2 separate regions of the Rattus norvegicus genome follow, and region 1 is linked to region 2. Evidence: chromatin contacts called from public Hi-C data. All regions are on one chromosome and are shown on one strand. Each heading gives the region's core, a stretch centred on a gene start, on an enhancer-like site or on the middle of the called end of the contact. The rest is flanking DNA. Distances are from core to core; before and after follow the strand shown.

Region 1 (7,033 bases), core at 3,859-6,358, 230 kb after region 2:
ATACCATGTTTCCCTATACACACACCTACCTCAGATAGTTTTATTTATAAATTAGGAACAAAGAGATGCTAGAAACCATAACTAGAAAATAGAATGTTACCGTAACAAAGGTTACATGAGGTGAATGTGCCTTTTTAAAATCATGGTGTACTTAATTTTTTTTGGCATATCTGAATTTTCAGAATCGCAAATCTTGGAATGATGAGACCACTATTAAAATGAGGAAGTTTTTTTTCTGGTTTTATCATTATTATTTGAGACCAGATCTCACTCTATATCCCAAGATGGCTGAAACTCGGGACAATTATTCTACCCCAACTTCCGAAGTCCTGGGATTACAAGCATGAGATACCCAACAAATAATGCTTTCTTGACCCTAAAACACTACTGTGCTTTGAGTTGGTTGAAGGCTACCAAGTGACTGTGGCCTAGGAGACAAAGTATGGCTAGGCACTGTACCATATACTAAACAAAGTTATCTCTTGGGTTGGATAAGATGGCCTAAATCCAGATGGCAAAATATACTAAGATAGAGATGTGAGGACATTCACAAACTGTTCCTTTCTGGAATGTTTTATGTAATATTTTGGGGCCATCACTGACCACAAGAAACTCTTAACCAGTAACAGTGGATATCCACGGTAGAAAGTAAAATCAGTTTGATTACTACCCTCACCTCTAAAACCTTTTAGTTCTTCAATCTGTGTCTCAACAGGGCTCTTCTCTTCGAAGACACACTGGCCTAGCATTTCCAACCATGGAAACTAGTAAGCAATTTTCCTATGTCACAATACAAATTAAACCAGCTAACTTTCATCTATGTGAAAATCTATATAATAAATACAGATAATAGATGTCAGTTAACATACCTATATGTGGATATATATTATGTGATATCTATTAATATTCAGAAGGAAAATTATTTAGATGAATTCAAAATACCATTGTTAATTTGAGCAGAGATTTAAGACCTGCACAGCTCCTACAATCAGAGCAGTTTCTAAAAACACTCACCACCAAGATGGCTGCATACCACTTACAGAAAACAATTCTACTGGCCATGGAGCTAGTTAAGGCATAACTAGTTAGTTTACAGCTAAATCATTACTTGGTTACAAGGCTCAGTTACTAGGATTATCTTCTGTATTAGGTTAATCCAATGGAATAAGTGCCAGAGCCCAGTTCAAATAGATTGCTTTTTGCAAGTTTACTTTAAAATCGTGTGTGTGTGTGTGTGTGTGTGTGTGTGTGTGTGTGTGTGTGTGTGTTAAACATGCAAACTTTAATCTAGCCTGGTATCCTAGAACACATAAAAACATCATTTGCAAGAGGGTGGTGTGGGAAGATCCAGATGAATGTTGGCCTCCCCTTTGTAGGACTCGTCTCAAAACAAACCAACTCCTGGGGAAAACAAATACACAAACATTTAATCTCCAAGTAAAAAAAATCAAAGCTGTCGGAATTCTGTGGCTTTGAAGTCTAAACTCAGCAGCATTCTTCAAAGTCAAAAAGCCAAGCCTTCGAGACCTGCAATGGCCAGTGAATACTTATACCCGATACTGTGAAGGAGAGCCAATAAGGTGGTGAGGACTTGAGGAGGTGAACCGGCAGCCAGGGTAAGCCCCTGAGGAGGTGTGATGACTAGAAACCTTTCACTGCAGGGCCAGGGTCTTTTTGGGAGGTGTGCATAAGGCAGCCACAACGTCTATGCAGGTAAGTCTGTCTCTCCCAGGTGTCTCAGCAGGCTATGCTAAACATAAGTCTATGAAAACAAGCTATCACATTTTTATTTGCATATGCAATATTACAATTGTTTAGAATGTTTCAAAGCAACAGTAACCAAGAGGCTACAAAATATCTTTTTTTCCTAAAATAATGTTGTTTCTCCCCCTCCCCTTCAAGGGTGCTAACATCTTATGTTACAATACAATACCTGTGATTAGGTACTTCATGAAGAAAAGAGGTGTGTTTAGCTCCAGCTGTAGAGACTGAAAGCTTGCCCTCAGACAGCTCTATGTGTTCACCAGGTGAGGGCTTGTTAGTTCCGAGGTACAGTACAGTACAGTAGGCAAAAGTAAGAGACCACAAGAAACGGAGCAGAAGGCAAGCAGAGGAAGCCAGGCTCACTTTACAACAGTTGTATTCTGTGCCCATAACCAATCCACTCCTGTTAATCCCTCTTAATGACCTCGCCCCAGATCTTAAAGGGGCCACACCCCCAATTCCGTTATGTGGGGGAGGGGGAGGGGCAAAGTTTCCAACCTGGAAATCTCCATGAGGAAAACCATACCTAAAACTCTAGCAGTCAGTTAACGATTCAACACCAGTATGTTAGAATGTAGATCACAGTCAGGAGACAGTCAAATCAATTACCACAGTGAACGGACACCTCAAACCTCAGGTTTTACTAATTGGTTCAGTAACTCTGGCAGAGCATTTCCTCCCCCACACCCCACCCCGTCGTAAAATGTGGAGCTGCACTGATTTGTCCTTCAAATAACCTGTTACAGAGGCCTAGACCTTGGAAAATTACAGACAACAGAGGACTTCTTTTGAACAACAATATCCAGGGATAAGAACTAAAGGAGGCCTCACCACCTATTAGGTTATTGAGTCATGATATAATTAGTTCTATAGTAAGGAGCCTTCCTTCAAAACCAACAATTATAGCATATCAGGATCGCACCCTGCCACCTCCTGAATATTCTCATTTTCCCACAATTTAAACCTTTTTTAAAGGGCTTTTTTTTTTTTTTTTTTTTTTTTTTTAGAAAAAGCAAAAGCAAACGCTAATCCTGGATACTCAAAGGACGTAACAAGCCTTGGACTAGACAAGTGGGAGAAGACGAGCCATTAGAAGCTCAATTTTTTAAAAGAACAGTGTTAGGTATTTTTTAAAAGAACAGTGTTAGGTATTCTTGCGGTCTATTTACAGGTGCATTTTCCCAGATGTCTTCCCTGAAGTTTGAAAAGTAAGTGCAAAGGTCCTTTAAAATATTTTCCTCTGTGGGGTGTGGTGGTGTGTGTGCCTGTAACCTCAATTTTGGGAGTCAGAAGCAGGAGGCTACCCTCAACTATAAATGCAGTTCCAGACCACCCTGGGCTAAAGGGAGTCTCGAATGAATGAATGAATGAATGAATGAATGAATGAATGAATGACTCATTGAGCATTTAATTATATTCATGCTCTTAAGGAACTCAGTGGTTTAGCCCCTACGTTCTCGAGCATACAAACTGGGGTGCTCTAGGCTTATCACTAGAAAGCTCTTCACGCTGCTCCGTCACAGAGCTCTCTGCCCTCCCCTACTTTGTTCAAAAGAACTGACCCTCGAGCATCTGTGACTGCGTTCTGTGTAAATGTATGACACAAATGCACAATGGAATTCTCTGCTATTTTCTTAAGAGTCTAATTCAGTTTCGGGTGAAAGCTGGTTCATCGTTAACTTACATAAACCCACAGCTCTGTCCCCAGGCCTTGTTTTACATTCAGAATCCCATCAACATATTTACTATTTCACACAGCTAAAATACATGGAAGGAGACACATTAGTATCTAAACTGCCCCCCCCCCCCGCCAAGAAAAAGTGGAGCTCTGTAGCAATAGGGATACTTGCATGGAGAAGATCAAACTTTAGAGAAAAAAAGAACGAATTCATACGCTGCAAATTTCCTCTACGTATGCATTACACTAAATATCTGTTAGATTAGTCATGCAGCCTTGAGACTCTTCCATGTTTCCTCTAGACAACTGCCAATGCTCGCATGGCCTCTGACGAATAAACATGCTGTGACTTGCTCCTAAGGAAACGCCTGTCATGTTCCAGGGAAAAATGACTTCTTCACTCTTAAACCACAAAAAAAAAAAAAAAAAAAAACAAAAAACAAAAAACAAAAAACTGAACGACTCTCATTCATTGCTTACAAAGTCGCCTGTTCCTTAACGTTCCCATTTCCGGAATGTTCATACTTTGTTTAGGGCATTTCTAGATTCTGATTAACAAAGAAAAAAGAAATTGGGGGTGCTTTATGGTAAAGAGGCTACAAGATAGCAATGGGGCGTTCTCAACTGAAGCAGGGTTGTGTAGTTTGACCGTTTACCACGACAAAGGTTATTCTCAAGTTCTGCTTGGCCCTTGCAGGACTACCTGTTCTCACCACTGTTTACCCAAACGTTTAACAGAGTGATTTTTAGCATATTTGGCAGGAAGGCATGCTTCATTTAATATTAACTCACCATGTGACAGCCCCTTCCCTTCCAATCGCTCCTCAAACACGTGACGGTAAAAAAAAAAAAAAAAAAAAAAAAAAAGTATAGGTGTTTGCCAATGCGACTGGCTTCGCGCTCGGCTTTGGCATCACCAATTGGCCAGAGGCACACAACACACACACACCCCCAGTCAGAGGCGAGCACCCCGCCTGCTCCCGGAACTGTCAAGCCGGGCTGACAGCTGGCACACCTTGCTGAGCCCTCCGAGGACTTCTAGGAAGCCCCTTTCTTGCAGTCACCTTGACAGAAGCCACCCGCCTGGGCCCGAGCGCTTGGCCGTGGAAACTTTTCCTTCCTTTCCCGGAGCGCACTTACAGGTGTCGTCCCCCGCCGCTCCACAGCCCCAACAAGGGGCCCTTTGTTACCACTTTTGCTCCGGGACTCCTCACCCAACGCCTGCCATTCGACTGGCCTTCCGCAACCCCCCGATCGGAAAGCTCGCCCAAACCAGCGAACCCCCCACCCCGGTTCGCCCGGGAGGACGCAGTCTCCTGCCCGCGTGTGGGTCGGCCCGGGAGCCGGGCGGCCCCGCGGGGAGCTCGCTGCGGGCAGGTGAAGCGCGCGAGGCCTCGGCAGCCGGGAGGGCAACTACCCTACTTACCCTGCAGAGCCGGCAGACTGCGTGGCGGGGGTGCGAGGCGCGCTGCGGGGTACGGGATCCCGGGCACTGCGGTCCATCGCGCTGCTGGCCGCGGCGCGGGCTCGAGCTCGGAGGCGGCGCGTCACTGCTGGGGTGGGAGAGGCCGGCGGGTCAGGGCGGGAGCGGGACAGCCAAGAGCCCGCCTCGACCCACGGCAGCTGGGGGCAGCCCCGCCTCCCCGGGGCGCTTCCACCTGCGGGTCGGTCCCTGCCTGAGGGCGCCGCGATGCCAGCCACAGGTCCCCGCCCCGGCCGCAACCCGCAGCCAGTCGGGGGCGAAGGGGCGGCGCGCGGCCGCCCCGGCTGCGAAGGAGGAGGAGCGGACCGGGCGCGGGACGGTCGCCACGCCCGCAGTTGGTGCTTGGGCTCCAGCAGCCCGCTGCGCACCAACAGAATCCCGTGTAAACTTTTCCGGAGGTGCTGCGGACCACAGCGCCCCCGCTTTCCCAAACCGCTGCCTGCTTTAGGGGACCCGGCCCGTCCAGGCTCCGCGCACTCCACCCGGAGCTCCGCTCCTCCCCCGCGCGGCTGGCTCGGACGCCCCGGAGCGAGCGCGCGGCGGAAGAACGGCCGCCGCGCCAGCGCCCCAACTCACCCTGCCCCATAGCCCTGCCGGGAGTCCCGAGCTCGCAGTCGCCTCGGCCAACTCGCCCTGCAGAAGTGAAGGTGACGAGGTCGGCATCGGAGCGAGCAGGGCAGCCAGCCGGAGAGGGGACGGATAGGGCGAGCGGGCGGGGACGTGGAGCGAGGAGGAATTTCCTACCCCACCCCGCACCCCTCCCCGGGGCACGCGGCTTTAGGGTACCGCGGGGGAGACCGGTGGACAGGAATCGTCTAGGCGGCTCGTTCCAGCCCCCACTGCCAGAGCATAGCTTTGGGAAGCCCCGCGAACCCAAGAGGGACAGTGGGCGGACAGGGAGGATACCTGGCCAGCAAAACCCCAGGGAGGGCCCAAGCTGTAGCGGAAGTGAGGAGAGCTCGTGGAACGAGCTCTGCTGATTGACTACCTGCAGTCTGACCTTCCAAGTGCTGGATTTTCTTTTTAACCTTACTGACCCCTGCGGTTGCTAGCCTGTAAATGGCACCTCTGACATTGTGATCTTTCTAATCCCTGGCAGGTTTAAGCTCGTCCTGTCTTCCCAGGCATGCTTCTCTTGATGTAAACATCCAACAGCTGTGATCTGAGGACTGGACGTTCTCATGATGACAGTCTATAAGCTAAGAAAGAACAGCAGAGATTTAGTGGCCTCCTGGAAGTTTCACAGAAATAAAGGAATCTCAGTGCTTGCTTGTTTGTAGTTTCGGTTCCTACAAGTATTCTCAGAGGAGGTGTCCCACCTGACAACCAAGGGTATTAGCATATCCTCTCCTCATTCTTAGAAGCTTGCCAACTATTTTAAAGTCATATTGATGAGTCCAAAAGCTTACCTCAGAAAATAATGCTAAATTAAAGAATATATAAATGGATACCCCAAGTGACAAATCTGTGATAGACATAAAAACATGATGTGGGCTAACAAAGGACTTACATTTTTGGCACACATTAAAATTAAACTAGTATTTATAACCCGTGCTTAATAAAAGGTTCTCATTCATTGCAACCACCTCCAATGATTTCTGGAATTGAAAGTACTAAGTGCTACTCCATATAATTAGATTGAGTCCGTTATCGATTCACTGTCCCTCATGGCGCAGAATATGGTCTCAGCGCATCTTTAAATATAAAATGGAGGCAGAAATCCTGGTGACTTCTGCAATTACTACAGTAGAACCATATCATTAGAAGTTGCTTTTAACTAATTTGACTAATAATGAGGCAATTGTTTGAAACGGATCGGGATTTTAGAATTTAAATAATAACACAGGTTTGACAAGTCCATGAATCCTTTCTGACCGTAAATGGATAGATTTACAGCTGTTGCATAGACAGGCTGCAAATAGTGAGTAACATGGAAACTACTTAAAGTTTATAACTTTGAATCACAGGATCAAGCACTTAATTAGTTTCAACCTTGATTTATGGCACACCAGTAATATCATGGATCACGGTTAGGCTGATCTTAAAGGTTAAGACATTTTTACAACATTTCGTAACTGCTGAAAGCAATTTTCATGACACCAGTTTTC
Region 2 (7,326 bases), core at 4,762-7,261:
ATACATACCTGGTTTAGAGCTCACAATCCTTCTCACTTCTCCTCCTAAGTACTAAATTGACAAGTCGGACTACCATGACCCACTCTAATATTCTACACTCTAATGACTACACTCTAATATTCTCCTGAGATGTTTTCCAAGAACCATGAACAGCATACAAAAGCTGGTTACTAACAATACTAGCAAGTATGTGTTTGAACACACTAGCTATTTAAAGTGTTCCTTCCTTTAAAACCTGTGATCTAGATGAGTTACTTACACTCAAAATGATTTTCATTATGTAAAGAAATGTCATTTCTTATTTCTGAGAGAAATTTACTAGGAAGCTTAAAGTAGCTAATTCTTTGCTTAGATTTCCTATCATATTTGGGAGAGCGCAGCCATAGAGGAAAATCGTAGAACTGTTATGCAGAACAGGGAGAAAAGGAGAGAGAAATGCCGCAGCTTAGATGAATATTGGACCACATTAGAGATCGTCGTCAGGCCTGCTATCTTGTTTTATAGGTGGGCCAGTGACTATGAATATTTGTAAGAGTTTATTGCTTACACTAATTATATGGTCCTTTTACTTTGGAAATTGTACCTTCCTGAAAAATATCCTCCTGTCAAATCCTCAAGACATACAAATGCCAAGTCCCAATTACATCACTGCTAAGCACCTAGCAATGCTTAGACACAGTTTACAGATCTGTGGAAGTAGGGCAGTAGATGATGTCAGGCATCTCTCTTAACCCCAGCCTTCAGTGACACAGTTTTCCACTGGGTTGAATCTCTAAAATGTCCAAGCTCTTTATTCTGCATTAGCTATTCTAGACAGTCCTAAACTGACCAGAACTTACACAGGAGCTTGGGTCTAAGCTCAAAAATCATCTAAGGCCTCGAAAACAAGATAAATGATTCCACAACGAGGACCAAATCCTCTTTTTCTTTTTTAATTCTTCAAGTAATGGGTCTTTAGCATCTGCCAGTAAAGAATAATTTCCTAGCAAATTTCTATCATGAATTAGAAATGACATTTTTTTTACACAATGGCAGTCATTTTTAATGTAACTTTTCTGGATCACAGATTTTAGAGGAAGGGATACTTTAAATAGCTATTATTGTCAGACACAAAGAAATAATCTTGAAATTTCACATGATGAACATGAGAGGAGAGAGAGAGAGAGAGAGAGAGAGAGAGAGAGAGAGAGAGAGAGAATAAAGAAGCAATCTTCATCCTAGCTCCCCTGCTATAATAGCACTAACACCACACAATTGGGCATATCTTACTTGCAAAAGAGATGAAGCCCATCTCCCTATTGTGGCACACTGTGCAGTATACCAATCACATGTCATGTAAGCATCTCAAGTTGATTTTTTTTGTAAAGCATACTTGTGGCCTGGAAAGTGATTTTGACTGTGGCTTTGAACGCTCAAATGAAATTTAACACTTCTAGACTGGATTCTCTCAAAGGTTCTGGACATTCGTTTGTTAATAACAAGTAACAGTCCTTTACTTTTCCTGGGGAGAGAAAAGAATGTTCTAGCATGTCTGGAATGATTTAACGAGTGCAAGAGACTGTGAAGGAAAGAGTAATAGCCCCATGTTTCAGCCATAAGTAATATTGAGAAGTGCCATGTAGTCTCACACAGCATCATCATACATACAATCTCAACCAAAGGCTGCAGACATCGAGACCGGAGGTACTGTCTTGTAACAAGCGGGTGGGGCACACATGTGTTTGACAGAGGTACTAAGCTGATGTAAAGAGCCAGCCGCAAGCTCTCAAGGCCTCCTCATTCCAAAGAACTGAGAATGCATAAAGTAATTAACATGAAAGGATCAATTCTCCCTGCAACATCTAGGTGAGGTAAAAAGGGAAACCAGGGCTGGAGAGATGGCTCAGTGGTTAAGAGCACTGACTGCTCTTCCAAAGGTCCTGAGTTCAAATCCCAGCAACCACATGGTGGCTCGCAACCATCTGTAATGGGATCTGATGCCCTCTTCTGATGTGTCTGACGACAACTACAGTGTACTCATATAAATAAAATAAATAAACCTTTTTTAAAAAAAAAAAAGGGAAACAAAACAAATCTTCCTTGACAGTTGTCAGTCCTGGGCCTAAGAAGAGATTTACAAAAATGTCTTTGGGAGGAAGGACACCCCTCAGGGATTGGACCCAGGAAGTCAGTCAGCTCTAGCTCATAAGTAGGTCGGGCTCCTGTGAGTGTGTACAGTGTTCTCTGTCAGACTAGATACAGGCTGCAAGGGCAGAGAGGAACCTGTTGGAGTGAGCAACGTCTTTTCCTTACTTTCGAACTTCCGAATGTAAAGCCCACTGCCCTTCTCCGGTCTGCCTGTCTCCACCTGGATCCCAGACCTAACTTATCTCTTTCTCTTCAGATCTCATCCTCTTTCCCTTTGCTTAAGAAGGAAAAGGCTTATTTGAGATAACATTCAAGGTTATCATCCATCGTTGACAGGGAAGTCACGGTAGCCAGGCTTGAAGTAGTTAGTCCCATTGCATCCATGGGAAAGAGAGATTGATGGATGAATGCATGCTTGTTCAACTTACCACATTCTCCATCTTCCCCAGTCCAGGATTTCTGGCCAGAGAACAGTCCCACCCACAGGAATAACCTTCCCACTTCAATTAGACCAAATCAAGATGATTCCTGTAGGTATGCCCTGAAGCCCATCTAGATTTTGTCAAACTGAGCATGCTAGCACAAACACATTAATACCTAGTCTCCCTTTGTATCCTGAAGCCAGCTTGCTCTACTCGTGTTTCTTTTACACAGATGAATCCTGTGTTTATTCACAAAATAAAGCCCTGACTTACCACTCTTTTACTGTTCTTCCTCTCTACCCTCTATCTCCAGTTACAGACCACAGCCTTACTTTGCCAATCACTCTTTGGCAGGGAGAGATCTCTGCCTGACTAGGTGGCTACTGTCTAGGATGGTGTGAGAAATGTGTGGCTTGTCTTCCATTGTTAACTAAATTCCCCCAACTGAATATTATGCCAACATCTTTCACATTCTTGCCCACCCAGGAGGAGAGAAACAACCGTACAAAGCCCACAGTTAAACCTGTTATCCCTAACTCCATATGCAAACTCTAGGTGCTTGGAAGTTTCAGAAAAGCTTCGTGCAACCTTACAATCAGACTTCAAATCTCACTCTGATGAAAAAGCTTTCTAGAATGAACCCTTTTAATCTCTCCCAATCCACTATCAGGTTCCAATCCTGTCCCCCAAAATGTGTATATATCAGACAGCTATGAAGATTTCATTTTCTGGGAGCTGGAGAGATAGCTCAGGGGTTAAGAGCACTGGCTGCTCTTCCAGAGGTCCTGAGTTCAATTCCCAGCAACTTCATAGTGGCTCACAACCATCTGTAAGGGGATCTGATACCCCACATCTGGTGTACTCATATACATAAAAAAATAAATAAATCTTAAAAAAAATTTGAAGATTTCATTTCCAAAAGTCAGATATCATAGTTTCCGTTTGTAATATTGGGGACAGTAAGTTCCCTGTAGTTCACTAGGTAGCCAATCTGGGGAAATGAGTTCCATGTTCAGTGAGAGACACTGTCTTAACCAATAAGGTTGGAAGGGGGAGGTTACAAGATGGCTGTGATGACATGAATTTGTTCTCTGGCATGTATAGAAGCAGATAACAATTCTGAAAGCTGACCTCTAAACTCCACATGAAAATGAATGTAAATACCTGAGTGAGTGTGTGTGTGTGTGTGTGTGTGTGTGTGTGTGTGTGTGTGTGTGTGTGTGAGTGTGAGCTTGCTCACACATGTACACATTCATGTCCTAGAACCCATGAAGAAGTTTGAGGACAACTTCTGGTTGTAACTTACCATCTTCCATTTTATGGGTCTCAGGAATCTAACTCAGGTCCTCCAGCTTAGGAGCAAATGGCTTCATGTACTGAGCTATTACTCTGTCCCTGTCTGATTCTTTACAGCATTTTCCTTTGGTAAAAGGTTAGCCGTTTATGAAATGTGTATAAGGAAAGACACCATTAAATAGCAAACAAATAGTCAATCCCCTTCTCACCTGAAATTATAGTCCTACCACTTCCAATTAAGATTGATGTGAAAGTGATGCCTGTTGACACATGTACTCATCCTGGCTACCTAGTGACAATAGCAGTCAGGACAGGTGCAGTTTCAACCCTATTCTCTCCCCGGAACCCAAGAGGGAACCTTTGATATTCCCACTATACAGATGAGGAAACTGAATCCCAAGAGGAACAGTATCTCAAGAGCCTTCTTTAATCAAGGGAAACGTAGCAAGGGCCAAACAAATTCTCTTTCCATGCCTTTTTTGCAAAACTCTTGAAGTCTGTGTGGGCATAAGCCTCCAAAGACATTCGGATTTCACAAATTTGGAAGTTCCTACCTGTTTCTTCCTTGAATTTGATCTGGGGAAGAGGCCTGCTGACAGCACCGATGTAAGTGGAGAACAGCAGAGCTCAGGGAAGGGGTTAGGAATGGAAGGCGTTTCCTGAACTTCCAGATCTTTCGCTTTTCTCCTACACCAAGAGAACACAGGGAGTCATTTACATAAAACAGAATATAAAATGTAATTGCTGTCAGGGGGAAAGAGCATTGTTAAGGCTAATGTGTTTCACTCAGTGACAAGGCTAACACTATGTAAGTGTACAGGAAAGGAAGGGCTAGGATGCAGTATCCATGGGTCAAAATATGCCAATTACCACAAATAATTCTATAGCACCTGCCCCACCCCACCTCAGGAGCACACCCAGAAAAAGAAGGAGGAGGAGAAAAAAAAAACCTCAGGAGGCATGGACACTTCATTTCCTGTACTTAGGATTTTCCTGAACACCAACTCAGCCTACATCATGATTTATGCAAACATTACCCAGAGGAGTGTGCCATTTCCTGGCGCCTATTAAATTGACAAAAATCTGTAAGTTACATGCAGTGAACTCACACCCCCAGTAATTTTTTTACTCATCACTGCTGGAAGTTATGATTTATTAAATATAGATGTGGTTCATCTCACTTGGAAATTCATTCACAATATTGCCCACACACCGTCTGCTAATTTTTTCAAGTGCTTATAGATACGGAACATCAAGGCAGTGCTTCTCGGAAGGTAAGTCAATAGGATGTGCTAGCAGGAGTATACGCTAGGCCACTGGGGAGTTATTTTAACTTGACTGAAGTCAGAGTGCTTTGCGATCCTGACAAAGAAGCAAGAGTGGTATTTACATGCGTGACTGAAAGGGGCCAGATTCTTAAGCTGTTCTCACCTTTTTCTTTCCTAATGTACGACAACTCCAAAGGCACTTAATGCCCATTGCTGTGGAGATGAGAAACCTTGGAAAGCCTCTGTTCTGGTGGAACATAAAGACTGCTCAAATGTCGATCCCTGCTCTGCCTCTCCAGGGTCCTTGGAAGACTATCTACGTGGGAGGTGAACACATTCAAGCTTGGATTTTTGAAGCCTATAGTGTAGTTGGAAGAGGGCCACCCAGCAGCTTGGAGTGTAGCCTCCTGGTTCATACCAAAGGGCAAAGGCGAGACAGACGGCTCTTCACCACCCCCTGATGCTATTTATAACAGGGCACCTGGAGATCGCGATGCCCTGCTGACCCCGCGGGAGGCGGCTCCAAGGGAATTGTCTTCAGACACTTTTCCAAACTTGGTCGGGCTCGGGCACACACTCACCCCTGGGCCGCCTCCACACCCCAAAGCGGGTTGCTGACCCGGACACCCTCACGAAGCTTCCTACCTGTCCATGGCACCGCGGCGGGTCGCATCTGAGGCCGGGGACAGCGCGTGCAGTCCGGGGACCTGAGCCGGGTCCTGGGCGTCTCCCTTGCCCTGGGCAACGCGGCACACCTGCACTGCCAGCGGCGAGTCCTGGGCGCCCGCCCGGCCCGCGGCGCTCTGCCCATCTTGCAGGGACGTGGTCATGATCGTAGGCCAGGGGGTCTAGGGAGTCATCGACCGCGAGGCGAAAGCGAAGAAAGGCTGGGGTCCAGCGGTGCCGAGCGGTTGCAGGAAGCGAGCGCCCTGCAGGTGCGGTGGTAGGGCCGCCTGCGCTCTCGGCCGGGGCGGCTGGGACGCGGTGGGGCGGGGAGCGGGGGAGCGGGGGAGGGGTGGGGGCGGAGGAGGAGGGTGGGGACCGGGAGGAGCGGTGCGGGGGGCGGGGAGGATGGCGCGCCAGCCTGGCGGGCCCTGCGCGTGGCCCGGGCACTCGGGGGCGCTGGTGTCACTCTCCTGACGCGCGTGGACCTCGACCTCAGGCTCCCTAGGTCCCACTGTCGCCTTCCCAAGTGGGTGACCTAGCACAAGGCTGAATCCGGGAGTCCCAAGGGCCCAGTACCACTCTGGGAAGAGGACTCACTTCCAACCTGCATGGGTCCAGACAGAACTGATCCTTAGACCCTTCCGTGCCAGTAGGGTCACCGAGGATCACCTAAGCTGTGGTTGGATCGTTAAGACAGACCCCACAGTGCAGGAAAACCAGTGGGAAATCTTAAGGCTGTGTATACTCCATCCCCCTCCCCCTCCCCCTCCCCCTCTCCCACGATCTCTTTCTTTTCCCTCCAAGGCAAGAGATGGAGTGAGGTGAGGGAAAATCAGGGTTGCTGTCTTAGAAAAACTCCTTTGAACTGGTGAGAATTCTCAGTAAAACCTGAATGAATCCGAAGGTGCCTGGGATTATTAAAAGACTTTTTTTTTTCTTCTTTCTTTTTTTCTCTTTTCTTTTTTTAATGAGCATTTTCCTCACATTTTCCTCATTCTGCCTTGCTCTCCTAACTGTTCCCTGAGTCTTCTCCTTGTCTCATTTTATACATAAGAACACTGGGACCCCAAGCGATCCAGTGCCTTGTACTGCTTAGCTCTTAGTAATGGATGCAGTCGAACTCATCCCATAAGTTTCCGTCTCAACCCAGTGAAACAGGAACCACATTGTGTTCATCCAAGATGCAGCAACCGCACCCTGTAATCCCGACCTCTGTGTTCCTGCTTTTCATGAAGTGTCCCACATCCTGTGCACCCTGGAGGACTTTGAGATATGTTACACACTCTTTGCTCTTTGACCAAATTAGGTATCATCGGGTCCCGGCACCTGTTTCACTAAGTTAACCTCCACGACCTCTGCCCATGGCAAATAAACATCCCTCCTGAAAACGTGAGCAGTCCTTGTCCTGCCTGAGTATCTCTCCTATCAGGATGTCAGACCCAAACTCTGATGACAACCAGAGGTGTCATGCTTCATGGTTACAGCCCGGGGATTCCATGAACTGAGAACACCCGAGTCAAAAAAAAAAAAAAAAAAAAAGAATATTC

What was found. Hi-C and Micro-C count contacts between places; a contact is called where the count stands out from the background.
Region 1: a Hi-C map of liver shows a contact between it and region 2, with 4 times the contacts expected there. The contact joins the promoter of Cobll1 here to the promoter of Grb14 in region 2. A contact is called at or near these places in 2 of 12 Hi-C or Micro-C datasets (kidney and liver).

The regions. Positions count from the first base shown.
Region 1 is chr3:70,317,478-70,324,510 of GRCr8, forward strand. It overlaps Cobll1 (cordon-bleu WH2 repeat protein-like 1), which reads right to left and starts at 5,109. Exons shown (of 14, transcript NM_001427223.1): 1 at 4,869-5,109. The coding sequence starts at 4,945.
Region 2 is chr3:70,085,910-70,093,235 of GRCr8, forward strand. Grb14 (growth factor receptor bound protein 14) reads right to left here and starts at 6,012. Exons shown (of 14, transcript NM_031623.2): 1 at 5,759-6,012; 2 at 4,400-4,532. The coding sequence starts at 5,943.